Regions from separate parts of the Sus scrofa genome. Here region 2 is linked to region 1. The links are chromatin contacts, called in public Hi-C maps. All regions are on one chromosome and are shown on one strand. The core of a region is the stretch at or near the end of the contact, and the rest is flanking DNA. Distances in the headings are between cores, read along the strand shown.

Evidence for each region. Hi-C and Micro-C count contacts between places; a contact is called where the count stands out from the background.
Region 2: a Hi-C map of liver shows a contact between it and region 1, with 2.9 times the contacts expected there. The contact joins two enhancer-like sites. A contact is called at or near these places in 1 of 47 Hi-C or Micro-C datasets (liver) and 1 of 2 datasets of contacts at active chromatin or transcription factors (alveolar macrophages).

The regions. Positions count from the first base shown.
Region 1 is chr7:32,309,069-32,315,576 of Sscrofa11.1, forward strand. It overlaps LOC102161912 (a long non-coding RNA gene), which reads right to left. Exons shown (of 4, transcript XR_304410.3): 2 at 2,420-2,751; 3 at 1,756-2,049. Among named protein-coding and RNA genes, the nearest start is that of SRSF3, 23 kb to the left of the region's middle. Within about 2 kb of position 4,308, at least 25 of the 83 cell types and tissues checked have an H3K27ac peak or open chromatin away from gene starts, as enhancers often do. A contact at or near this core is called in alveolar macrophages and liver, where this site is marked.
Region 2 is chr7:32,662,247-32,668,786 of Sscrofa11.1, forward strand. FGD2 (FYVE, RhoGEF and PH domain-containing protein 2) reads left to right here. Exons shown (of 13, transcript XM_021098655.1): 7 at 4,868-4,947; 8 at 5,032-5,062; 9 at 5,473-5,565; 10 at 6,262-6,393. Among named protein-coding and RNA genes, the nearest start is that of FGD2, 17 kb to the left of the region's middle. Within about 2 kb of position 3,960, at least 31 of the 83 cell types and tissues checked have an H3K27ac peak or open chromatin away from gene starts, as enhancers often do. A contact at or near this core is called in alveolar macrophages and liver, where this site is marked.

The DNA of each region.
Region 1 (6,508 bases), core at 3,058-5,557:
ACAAAAAAGGAAGAAAGTGACCCAATAGCTTCTGGTTTCTGTGTTTTTCTATCCTGTTTTCTTTACAATGTGTGCTTGGAATGGGAAGTATCTTCATTTGCACTTGGGGGTGTTGGAGAGGTGATATCATGGCCCCACTCTGCAAAAGAGGAAACTGAATTCCAGAAAGAGGAAGTGCCTCCCCCAAGGTCATGCAGATAGTAGGAAGGTTAAGCCAGGTTTGAAACCCACAGCCACTGAGTCCAAGCCCAGCACTTTCGTCAGGACCAGGAGGGACTTCAGAAGAGTCTCAGACACCTGCCCCCAAGGCTCCATGTGTGCAGGAAGCCTGTGCCTATAATAGCATATTTGCTTCATGATGACTTCAGGTACTTAACGATTCCCCACTGAAGTTCGTATTCTGTAGCCTCCCCAGTCCTAGAGTCCTAAGAGTGGGCAGACTGTGCATAAATAACTCACTTAGGGTTTTTGGATCCCTGAGTTTTGCTTTCCTAAGGATACTGGGTTGGCACCGTCTTAAGGTCTGCAGGCACGTAAGTCCTTCTGGGCTTTTCCCTCGCTCTTTTTTTTTTTTCCCCCCGGCTTTTTAGGGCCGCACCCATGGCATATGGAGGTTCCTAGGCTAGGGGTCGAATCAGAGCTATAGCTGCCAGCCTATACCACAGCCACAGCAATGCAGGATCCAAGCCCTGTCTGCAACCTACACTGTAGCTCATGGCAATGTCAGATCCTTAACCCACTGAGTGAGGCCAGGGATTGAACCCGCATCCTTATGGTTCCTAGTCGGATTCACTTCCACTGTGCCACGACGGGAACTCCTTCCCTCACTTTTTTTTTTTTTTTTTTTTGGTCTTTTCTAGGGCCGCTCCTGTGGCATATGGAGGTTCCCAGGCTAGGGGTCTAATCAGAGCTATAGCCGCTGGCCTAGACCAGAGTCACAGCAATGTGGGATCCGAGCCACGTCTGCAACCTCCACCACAGCTCATGGCAATGCTGGATCCTTAACCCACAAGCAAGGCCAGGGATCAAACCGGCAACCTCATGGTTCCTAGTTGGATTCATTAACCACGGAGCCATGACGGGAACTCCCTTTTTTTTTTTTGTCCTCCTTTTTTTTTTCCCTCACTTTTAAAGGGTGCTTTTTGGGAGTTCCTGTCATGGCTTCATGGTAACGAAGCCATGGGGACACAGGTTTGATTCCCTGACCTCAATCAGTGGGTTAAGGATCCAGCATTGCCATGAGCTGTGGTGTAGGTCACAGACACAGCTCAGATCCTGTGCTGCTGTAGCTGTGGCCAGCAGCTATAGCTCCAATTCAATCCCTAGCCTGGGAGCATCCATATGCCACAGATGAGGCCCTAAAAAAGCAAAAAAAAAAAAAAAAAAAAAAAGTAGTTCCCAGCAAATATTTCTATTCTTTTCTAAAAGAAATGCCTAAAGTAACAAATATGCATGGTGCATTTCAAAGGTTAAAAATATGCATGGAGGTAGAGGTCAAGTGGATTGTTGGCAAATTGTTTCCTTAAAACCTATTAGTATAATTTTTATTCCAAAACGATAATTTTAAAGAATTTGAAAAAGATAAGGACATCAGCTCATGAACTCTAATTGTATGATTGTAAATAGTCACTTGTGATGTAGGCCCTGCCATATGCTGGTCCAGGTAGCACACACACTTATCTCCTGTGCCAACCAGGCAGTCATATCTAGTAGCCCTGAGGGTCAGGTGAAGGAAGAGAAGGGATCCTCACTTACTTGGTAAGCCCGTCTGCAGGAGCAGGGACAGCTGGGCTGGAGGTGGCATGTTACCTCACATGGTGGCCTGCACCTTCTCCTTGCACCCTGTAACAAATGTCTGCCAGCTGAGCTCTGACTCAGCTTTATCCACTGCTTCAGGCGGAGGCAGCCCATGATTGAAGACAAGTTTGTTACACTGGGACCAAATGGCCTGCAAGGTCTTTTTCAGCACTGACATTCTAGAATTTGGCAAGTCCAGAAAAAGAATGAGGTGTTTTTTTGTAAGGATGGCAGGTCCAGACAGTCATCTTCCTGGAGGGGAAAGGAAAAAGGTTCAATGCATACAGTGGGTGACAATTCATCCAAAGTAGGAGCATGCTTTTTAACAGGCTTTTGTGCTACAGCAGTCAGGCAAGTGTTAGTATTTGAGATTGGAGCAGTCTCAAATCTTAATCCTCATGCAGCTCTGTTAACAGTTACTATTCCCACTGCACAGATGTGGAAACTGAAGCTTAGAGAAGGAAACTAACTTACCCTAGAGTGAGGAAATGCCACAGCCAGAACTAGAACCCAAAGCCTGACTTCTTAGGCCTAAGCGCTTGTGGCACATCTCAGCTGTGTGTATATGCTCTTAACAGCCTTGGCATTGGGATTCACATTCATTCAGAGGCTACATGGATACCTGTTAAACCCCTGGAGGAAGCAGGTTATTTCTTAGGGAGGGCCAGTGGGTGTGAAGGCCGCAGTATGGGAAAATGATGCCAATGAAGAATGAAGACTGCCAGGGCCAGGAGTTGTCTCTGCAGTGGCCACTGGGTCGTCTTTCATTGCTCAGAGCAACATCAAGAAGGTTCTTCACAATATCTCCAGGTTGCGCCTTGGGATCGAGTTCTATGGCTGTTTCTAGCGGGAGAGCACAGCATTCAGAGTCTGGAGACCTGGATTTGGCTCCGGGCAATACTGTTACGCAAGCGTGAGCATCTTCCATGGCTCCTTAGGCCTTGGTCTTGTCATCTGTAAAATGGAATTAATATACTATTTTATAGGGCTAGTATATGGTTTAAATGGGAAAAAAACCCACCAATAATCTTTAATGAAAGTTTCATAGGTGCCCAGCACTGTTCACCTTGTTAACGATTTAATCACAGCAACCCTCAGAGGGTAGGTGCTATTACTATCTTCAGGTTAGAGAACAAAGGCAGCCTTGCCCAGTCGGGTCACCCATGGGCCACAATCCTGAGGTTATGTTCTAGGAAACACAACTCAGTGAAAAAGTGCAGTCACTTCCATAATCACTAATGCAGAGTCTCAGTGAACACTTAGGGCACCTGCACTCTTTGACAGGTATACATTAACCCTTTCCCAAACACATTAAATAACACTACTAGGAAAATGGTAATGAAAGAATAAGGCACTAGGCAATGGTGTATAGCAACACATGCCTAAAAACCCTGCACTTAGAATACATATAGATAAAAGGATACACTAGAATGGCTGCCTGTGGGGTAGGGGGATGGCAGTGATCCACAGGGTAAAGGGGAATACATAAAACAAGAATGGACTTGCCAGGACTAGTGATGACTGTGAGCCATCATCTGGGGTGTAGGATTGATTCATCGCACTGCATCAGAGGGCCAAAAATAAAATCGAGTAAAATAAGAGATGAGATGAAATCACTGCCTGAAACACATTGGCTATGGGCTCAAGGAGGAAAGGGGGCATACCTCCTGGGCTGCCTCACCAAAGGCAGAGGCCTGGAAGTGTCCTTGAGTCGGGTAAATGAGGTCAAGGGGAGAGCCAGTCACACCTATGTCTATAGCTCAAGCTCTAGGCCAGAGGCCACAGGCAGACTTTCAAGGCCCTAGGCAAGGAGCAAAGGGCAGCTCTTGGGTTAGTGTCAGATGTCACAAAGTTATCTGCTATCACACCTTCCTCACCAAGGTTTAGCCAAATCCACTATCAGGATGATTCGAAGGATGTCAAGGAGTTCCCACAGTGGTGTAGAGGAAACAAATCCGACTAGTATCCATGAGGATGCAGGTTCAATCCCTGGCCTCGCTCAGTGGGTTAAGGATCCAGTGTTGCCGTGAGCTGTGGTATAGGTCACAAATGTTGCTCAGATCTGGTGCTGTTGTGGCTGTGGTGCAGGCCAGCAGCCGCAGCTCCAATTCGACCCCTAGCCTAGGAACCTCCATATGCCATGGGTGTGGCCCTAAAAAGACCCCCCCCCCCGAAAAAAAGAGCGAAAGAAAGAAAAGAGAAAAAGACACCGATGTAAGTCAGCAATCCTATGATTATATGATGATTGTTGGCTTCTTCACCATAAGAGTTCTTCCACACACGGTCTAAGCGGTACACCCACCCAACTCCCATGCCAATGGACTGCATATGACGATCAGGTAAAGGAAGAGGGTATCTTCATTTCCTCAGATTGCCCATCTTTAGAGAGGGTCAGCTGGATGTAGACCTCCCTCAACAGCCCACGTGGGTACTGGAACCCCCTAGGCAAGTGAGTATCCTCTGGGCACAAAGTCTGCAGTTCTAGGCTCAGGACACAAGGTGGCAGCATGGGGAAGAAAGCTAGTTCTCAACTCCATGCAGAGAACATGCAGGTTTGCTTGTAAGTATAGGAAGTTAGGGACCATGGTCCTTAGAGGGTGAGTTGCTCATTTATTAAACATGAAATAAGGCAGAAGCCTATAACTCCAGTGGCTAGGAAAGGGCATTAGGAGAAGCAAGCATGATTTCCTAGAAAGTAGTCCTCACTCATTAACCACCACAGAGGTGGATGACTGTATGTGTGTTAATGTACGAATGCTTATGTGTGTCTATGTGTGAATGTATGTGATCATGTATGTATGGTGTATGTGACTAGTGAGACTCTGAGTGTGCGAGGGTGACTGTACATGAGTGAGAGAGTGTGGGGATGGGGGTGGGGGAAGAGGGAAGCAGCAAGCTCAGGTGTCGCCAGAAAGGCTGGGAGGAAACTATAAAGCTGGGCGATGCCGTCTTTATCAGGCAGCACTTCTGAGTCAATAGGGGCAAAGCGCAAAGTTCACATAGATAGTAGTGACTGGGAGGCATGAAGCATGGCCGTGGTATTGGAGAGGAGGCAGTGGCACTCTCCTGGGAAAGAAGGGCCCACACTAAATTCCACTTAGCTCTAGACTCAGAGAATGGATTCTGGGCCCAGGTTCCATCCAGCTGGGACATTTTCAAGTGGTGCACGGGGGACAGTTCATCTTCCTCAGCTTAAGTTTCTCCACCTTAAAATTGCAGAACTAGTTAGGCCTGCCTTCCTGGCTGCATGTGAGGATCAAAAGAGAGCCATGTATGTAATGCATGTATGAGAAGGCCTAGTATGTGATGAGTGTGTGTCTGTTGGCGGTGGAGCAAAACATGAAACCATGCTATTCAAGGAGCCTCATGGACAGCTTGGTGTGTAAGTGCCACCAGTAAGGTCAGTCTCCTGTCCTCTGCCTGCCCCCAGGCTTCTGAAGACAAGCAGTGGGCCTTCTCAGGAAGTGGTGAGTGCTCTGTCTCTGGGGAAGGGCCCTTTGCAGGAGACAAGCTTGCTTGGAAGGGGCTATTAGGCCTACAACCTTCTAGATCCAATTCCAGATCTGACATTGAACACTCTGGGTGGTTTAGAATATGGACTCATGCAAATTCCTGTTCAAGTTTTGCCCTTGTTTCTTTTCTTTTTTCTTTTCTTTTGGTTTCTTCTTTTTATTAAGGACTGGGTGGAAAGCATTTGGTGTCATTAGGGACTTTGAAACTACCGCCTCACACTGGGAGTTGGTTTGAGTCAACTGGTCACCATGGAATTTCTTTTTTTAGCAGATAAACAGCCAAGTTATAGGCAGCTGTTGCCCTGTCCAGGGCAGAAAGCAGCCTGTTAATGCAAAGCTGCCTGGCTCCTGTTTCTTGGGCAAACAGATGCCATGTCTCTCAACAATTAGGAATCCCAGAAACTGTGGTTTGGAGACCACATGTCTAGTTCTGTCTAGTTATTCAGGTGCCTTTACCTGGGAAGTTCTCTCTCAATGTCACAAGATAAAGGACATATATAGTAACTGGGGACTCTACTTCTTAGAGGCCACCCCAGGAGGCAGTAAACATTAAGTGCCAAGTCAGTGAGGAAATTCTGTTTTGGAGCCAAAGTGTAAAAAAACCCATCCACAAACCACTGAGCCTTTACTGAGTGCTCGTTTTGTACAAGTTCTGAGCCTGAAGGAGGAGGCCCTCTGAAGGGAGGGGAGGCAGGAGCTGGAAATTTTAAGTAGTAGGAGGAATTACATTGGAATGGTAAGGCCCTTTAAGAAGTGGGAATGGGGTGAGCAAAGGCATGGAAGTAGGAAGGTATAAAGTATGTTACAGGGAAGAGTTTGGTTAGAACAGAGCATTTACAACAATGAATAAATTAACATACATTCATTAGGCATCTACTATGTACTGGACACTGTTCAAGTTACCTGGATGAGGTTGGTGAACAAAAATCCCTCCTCCATGGACATTGCAGTAAATAGCAACAACATAAATAATAGCTCACATTTATTGAGAGCTTACTACATACCTGGTACTATTTTAAATACTTTATTCATTTTATCTTCAAAACACCCATATAAAGTAGGTATGGTTATTATCTCTAGTCCACAGATGAGGAAGCACTGACACTGAGTGGTGGAGGCAGAATTCAAACCCAGGGCCCATGCTCTGACCATGACACTCTGCGACCCTCAGTGAGAAAGGGTGAGAAGTCAGGTTGCTG
Region 2 (6,540 bases), core at 2,710-5,209, 350 kb after region 1:
CATATTGGTTGTACCAGTTTACATTCCCACCAACAGTATAGGAGGGTTCCCTTTTCTCCACACCCTCTCCAGCGTTTGTTGGTTGTAGACTTTCTTTTTCTGGCTACACCTGTGGCATATGGAAATTCCTGGGCCAGGGATTGAATCTGAGCTGCAGGGGGATCAACCCAAGCTGCTGCAGTTGGATTCTTAACCCACTGCACCTCACCAGGAACTCTTTTTTTTTTTTTTTTTTTTTTTTTTTTTTGTCTTTTTGCCTTTTCTGGGGCTGCTCCTATGTCCTACGGCATATGGAGGTTCCCAGGCTAGGGGTCTAATCGGAGCTGTAGCCGCCGGCCTATACCAGAGCCACAGCAACACAGGATCCAAGCCATGGCCGCGACCTACACCACAGCTCATGGCAACGCTGGATCCTTAACCCACTGAGTAAGGTCAGGGATCGAACCCACAACCTCATAGTTCCTAGTCGGATTCGTTAACCACTGAGCCACGACAGGAACTCCAGGAACTCTTGTTTGTAGACTTTTTGATGATGGCCAGCCTTTGTTTCTTATGAGGACTGCCAGAGGTAGTCTTTGCATTTACAAACTAATAATATATTCATTATGGTTTCCTTACTTTTGTTTCACATAAACAATGAGACTATTTTCTACATACTATTCTGCACTTGCCCTTTTTTTTTCCTTTTCGGCTGCCCCTTGGCATATGGAGTTCCCAGGCCAGGGATCAAATCCAAGCTTCAGTTGCAACCCACACCCTAGCTGCAGGAACACTGGATCCTTTAACCCGCTGTGCTAGGCAGGGGATCGAACCTGCATCCCGGTGCTGCAGAGACTCTGTGGATCTCATTGCACCACAGTAGGATATCCTGCACTTGCCTTTTTTAACTAACGGTAAATTCTGGAGATGGTTGCACTCTGTGCCTTAGAGGCATCCCTGTCCTTTTGCATGGCTGCATAGTATCAGTGTGTGGATGTACCAATTTGTCCAGCCAGTCCTCTCCTGACGAATATTTAGATTGTTCTCAGTTGTCAGTGTCTGCAGATGAGACTACAGTGAAAAACTGTGTACGTTTTGCCAGTGTGTGAATATATCTGCAGTTAATCCCATTTTTAAAAATAGGGCCATAAAGTGATACGTCCAAACAACGAGATATTACTCAGTGATCAAAAGAAATAAGCTATTGGGAGTGCCCTTATGGTACAGCAATTTAAGGATCCAGTGTTGTCTTGGATCACGGCTGTGTTGAGGGTTTGATCCCTGGCCCCAGAACTTATGTATGTCAAGGCGGGGGGTCGGGGGGCAACCCAAGAAAAAAAAGAGAGAGTTATTAGGTCATAAAAAGACATGGAGGAAACTTAAATGCATATTACTAAGTGAAAGAAGCCAATCTAAAAAGGCTACATACATACATACCATGTATATACACTATATGTTTCCAATGACATGATATTCTGGCAAAGGCAAAACTATGGAGACAATAAGTGGTTCCCAGGTGTTGAGGGAAGGGAGGGATGAGGGAGGGAGGAACAGGTGGGATTTTAAGGGCAGTGAAACTGCTTTGTGTGGTTCTGTAATGCTAGAGTCCATTTATCCAAACCCACAGGATGTACTGCACCAAGAGTGAACCCTAATGTAGACTGTGAACTTTGGGTAACAGTGATGTGTCAAGGTAGATTTGTTGATTCTAACAAATGTAGCATTCTGTTGGGGAATTTTATTTATTTATTTATTTATTTTTGCTTTTTAGGGCTGCACTCGCGGCATATGAAGGTTCCCATACCAGAGGTCCAATTGGAGCTACAGCTGCTAGCCTACACTACAGCCACAGCAACACCAGATCTGAGCTTCGTCTGCCACTTACACCACAGCTCACAGTAAGGCCAGATCCTTAACCCACTGAGCGAGGCCAGGGAGTGAACCTGCAACCTCATGGATCCTAGTCAGGTTCGTTAATTGCTGAGCCACCACGGGAACTCGGGGAAATGTCATTAATGGGGAAGACTGTGCATCTGTGAGCACAGGGGCTGCGCAGAAATCTCTGTACCTTCCTCTCAATTTTGTTGTGAACCTAAAACTGATCTAAAAAATTAAAACCTTCTAAAAATGTATTTCTAAAAAAGCCAAGGTCCAGAATGTTAAGTAACCTGCTGGGGTCACACAGCAAATCCTGGTTTACATGCTCAAACTCAGGTGTAAGAGATTCCAGAGCCTCTATCCTCAAGCACCGTACTGTATACGATTTCCTACTGAGGCTTCAACCCAGAGGGATAAAGCATAGGGCAGAATTGCAACTCTAGTGGAGGAAATGGTGTGGGAACCTTCTTGACCACCCCTCTCTGGTCACCCCTAAGTGCAGGTGGCTGGGGCTTGAAGAAGCAGAGGTCAGATCTGGCCCATCTTGGTACTTTTCCGTCTCCACATTCCCTATCCTATTGCCCCAACGCCACCCCATCTCCCAGCATCTGCCCCAAGAGGAGGCTGCAGGCAGGACTGGAGCCAGAACACACCCTCCTCGTATACCCCCTGAGCCCCTGAGAGCCCCCAGCAGGAGGTACTTGTCCTTGCTCCTGACTGAGTCTGCCTGGCATTTGGGGCTGAATCAAGGGCCTGGGGGTGGGATGCAAACCTGAGGGGGATGAGGGCTAATGGAGGGACATGGGGACCTACTGGGGGGTGGGGGTCACAGCCCTTTCCCCACACCTCAGCTCACTGAGGTCTTTTGGGAATGCAGATGAGCCCCCCCTCCCACCTGTAGCATCCAGCTCTCCTTCCTAAAGTGGCCAGAATATCTCAGAGGCCAGGGTGCGTGCAAGCTTGTATATCTGGCAGCCTTGATGAGTAAGACTGAGAAAGTCAGGTTATGGAGAATTACAGAGAAATGGAGATTGGCAGCACTGTCTGGGGACTGGCAGAGAAAAAAGAGGCAGAGATCGACAGATAAAAAAGCCAAGAAATAGACCAAAACAGAAAGAGAAAAAGAGAGAACGGCCTGAGAGTGTCAGATACTCAGGCTGTATGATGGGGGCTCACAGACCCGGTGTGCGTGCCTGGTTCCTGGCATCTGCTGGTCTCAGTGAACAGGGTCCCTGCAGGGCGTGTCTGGTGCTCTGGTGGCTGCACAGCACCCTCTGCTGGATGGCATGAGCCCAGCAGGTGCAAAGCTGTTTACCCACCTGCGTTTCTGAGTCTGAGGTTTTGGAGGCAGGTCTGGTCTTTGACCACCAGAAAGTTCCCACTGGCCTGTGACCCCCTGGCCTCTGCCTTCCTAAGTATCAAGGAGGTCTAGTTCTCAGCAGCTAGTTCTCCCCCAGGGTCCGACTTGGTCCAGTTGTGCTGTCCTGCACAGGGCCAACCTAAGAAGAAGGAAGGGGTGCAAGCACGTACATATACTTGGCATCTCCATGGACAGCTGTGCAAGTTGTGCACTGCAAGAGCACGCCTCGTTTGAGATGAGCACAGCTCCCCCACAGCTGGCCGCGTAGATTGTATATTTACCATTCTCCTTGTCCAGCAGATGGCAGTCAAGCGTCTGGTTCAACAAAATCCGACTATTATGCCAGTTTGCCAACAGATGTCAGTAAAGTGTTTTGAGGAAGGAGTATCTTTTTAAAACTAGCACAAAGACACAGTACAGGCTGGCAGGGGCCTGAACTGATCCAGAGTCTGGTGGTTGAGCCTAGGCTCTGGGAATTGTCCTCTAGAAACCTCCATCTTGCCCCTCTGCCGTGGTGGCCCCTCAGGTCAGGGGCTCTCCCAGAAACCCATTTTCTATTAAAAGCATCATATTTCTTCCTAGCTGTGGTCTCCAAACCTTAGATTTCCCCCTTTAGTCCCTCTCCCCCTCCCTTATTCAGTCAGTTGTGGCATCTGGCCAGATTTCCTGATATTGTCTCTCTCCCCAGGTGCAGGCAGGCCCTGGGCAAGCCTCGACCATTCTGAGTATCACTTCCTACCTGGCCTCTGGGCTGCTGGTTTGTCCCATTTTCCCCAGACCCAGCCCTTTGACCTTCTCGCCCAGCGGCTGGAGCTGCTTTCCCGGAACACCTCTCTCCACAGAAGCTTCTCTGTTTATAAGCCCTCAGAGCCTCCCCATTGTCAAGAGTAACACGTGCAAATCACTTCGGCCCCTTCTAGAGGGAGGGGCTATGAGAGGGGTAGACTAGGCCTGGAGTCATGCTCTCTGGGTGGGATGGGCTGCCTGAAGGTGTAACAAGGCCTGGTTATCTCATGGCAGGGCCCCAGCAGAGGGCCCCAAGGGTCAGGTGGATTCAGTGACAACAGAGTTCCCCCATGCTGGGCCCTGGGGCTCTGGGTCTGTGTCTTAGCCACTCTTGTGACTCTCTCTCCACTGCCTGGGGGAGGTCTGTGCTTGCAGGGCTCTAGCAGTGGGGCCGAAATAGATGTGCTCCTCCCTTACCCTTGGGGACTAAAAGCCTGAGTTTGAATCTTCATTCTGCTCCTTATTTATTTACTGATTTAGTTTTGCTTTTTAGGGCTGCACCCTCCGCATATAGAAGTTTCTAGGTTAGGGATCAAAAAATCAGAGCTACAGCTGCCGGCCTACACCCCAACCGCAGCCACGCAGGATCCAGGCCGAATCTGTGACCGATGTCACAGCTCAGGGCAGCACGGGATCCTTAGCCCATTGAGTGAGGCCAGGGATTGAATCTGCATCCTCATGGGTACCAGTCAGGTTCATTACCACCAAGCTACACTGGGAACTCCCAGAAGGTGTTGAACAAGCTCACTGCCCTGTCTCTTGAATTCGAATTGTCCCTGGCATGCAGTCCACCTCCCTTCACCCACGGTGCCTGTGGAGAGGGGGTGGTGAGGCTGAGAGGTCTCTCCCTCCCTTTCTGAGCAGGTTCGAGAGCTGACTGACGCCGAGTTCCCCCACTCCTTCCTGGTGTCCGGGAAGCAGCGCACCCTGGAGCTGCAGGCCCGGTAGGCAGGCGGCTGAGGGCTGGGCGAGACGGGAACACAGGGAGGGGCTGCTCTTCTCAACATGTGTGTTCACTTTCCGAGCAGGTCCCAGGAGGAAATGATCTCCTGGATGCAGGTATCAGAACGCTCCAGGGCCCCTAGGATTCTGACTCCCTACCCAAGCTGAGGGAGAGAGGGGTGCAGTGTGTGTGTGTGTGTGTGTGTGTGTGTGTGTGTGTGTGTGCTGCTGCTACTCCCTGCTCTTCCTCAGAGTTGCTCTCTGGTACTTTGGATACAGATCTGAGTTCACATCTTAGTGCCTCTCACTGCCCAGCTGGTGGCCTGGGGCAGGTCACTTAATGTCTCTGAACCTCAGTTTTCACATCTGTTACCTGGGGCTAATAGTTTCTCCCCCTTTAAAAAAGCCAATGTGCCCTGGAACCTAGTGCCCGGTACCCAGTAGGCTTTTAGCAACGTTTGCGGAATGTGTGGACGGATGCACAAATGAGCGCACCCTCCCTGCCTCCCTCCTTGACCCCCCCCCAGGCCTGCCAAGCAGCCATTGACCAAATCGAGAAGCGGAATGAAACCTTCAAGGCTGCAGCCCAGGGCCCTGAGGGAGACGCCCAGGAGCAGGAGGTAAATGAAGGCACCCCTTCCCTCCCGGAGCTGCCAGCCTCCCCCAGGACAGATCCCGCCTCTTTGCTCTGCCCAAGCCAGCTTGGAGGCCAGGATGTGCCCCCACCATGAGTGATTTGAAAGGACCAGGGGACGCCCACTCACCCCAGTTTCACCCTGCTCAGAAACCCAATGCCAAAGACTCCCCTATTAGCCAGAAATTTCTTTGGGAGCCTCTATATGCAACTATCCATAGGGAGGATTTCACATCTATGTGTATAAGTCTGGCTTCAGGGAGTGGGGTGTGTGTGTGTGTGTGTGTGTGTGTGTGTGTGTGTGCGCGCGTGCGCGCGCGTGCACGCGCGCGCGCGCATGCACACACAGGTTTGGGTCTGGAAATGGCCTGAATAAACATGAGACAAAGGGAAGGTGGAGGGCAGGTGGGGTGGTAGTTATGGAGAATGTCTAAGACTTGATTTCAGGTCTGAGCTCTGAACTCTGGCCTGCTGGGTGTCTTTGCTGAGTCCCTTGACCTCTCTGGGCCTCAGTATGAAATAGGGCTCATAGCAACCAACTTCGTGGTCCTTAGCAGTTCAGTCAGCTTCATGTAGAGGTCACAGCACACAGAATCCCTGCCCCAGGCAGCTGGGCAGAGAGCCCAGGGCCTCCAGGAGCAGATAGAGGGGGTCCTGAGGTGCCCACCCTCTTGTCCCACAGCTGCAGTCCAAGGAACTGGGCCTCCGGGCGCCGCAGTGGATCCGAGACAAGATGGTGACCATGTGCATGCGCTGCCAGGAGCCCTTCAACGCCCTGACGCGGCGGCGCCACCACTGCCGGGCCTGCGGCTACGTGAGTACTCCACCCGGCCTCGGCCTTCCAGCTCAGTCTCCCCTCCCTGCCAGCTCCTCCCACTTCAACCAGAGCAGCCAAACGCTCTGGGCACTACCTCCGTGCCAGGCATGTGAGTGACCTCGCTTGACCCCACGGTGCCCACCT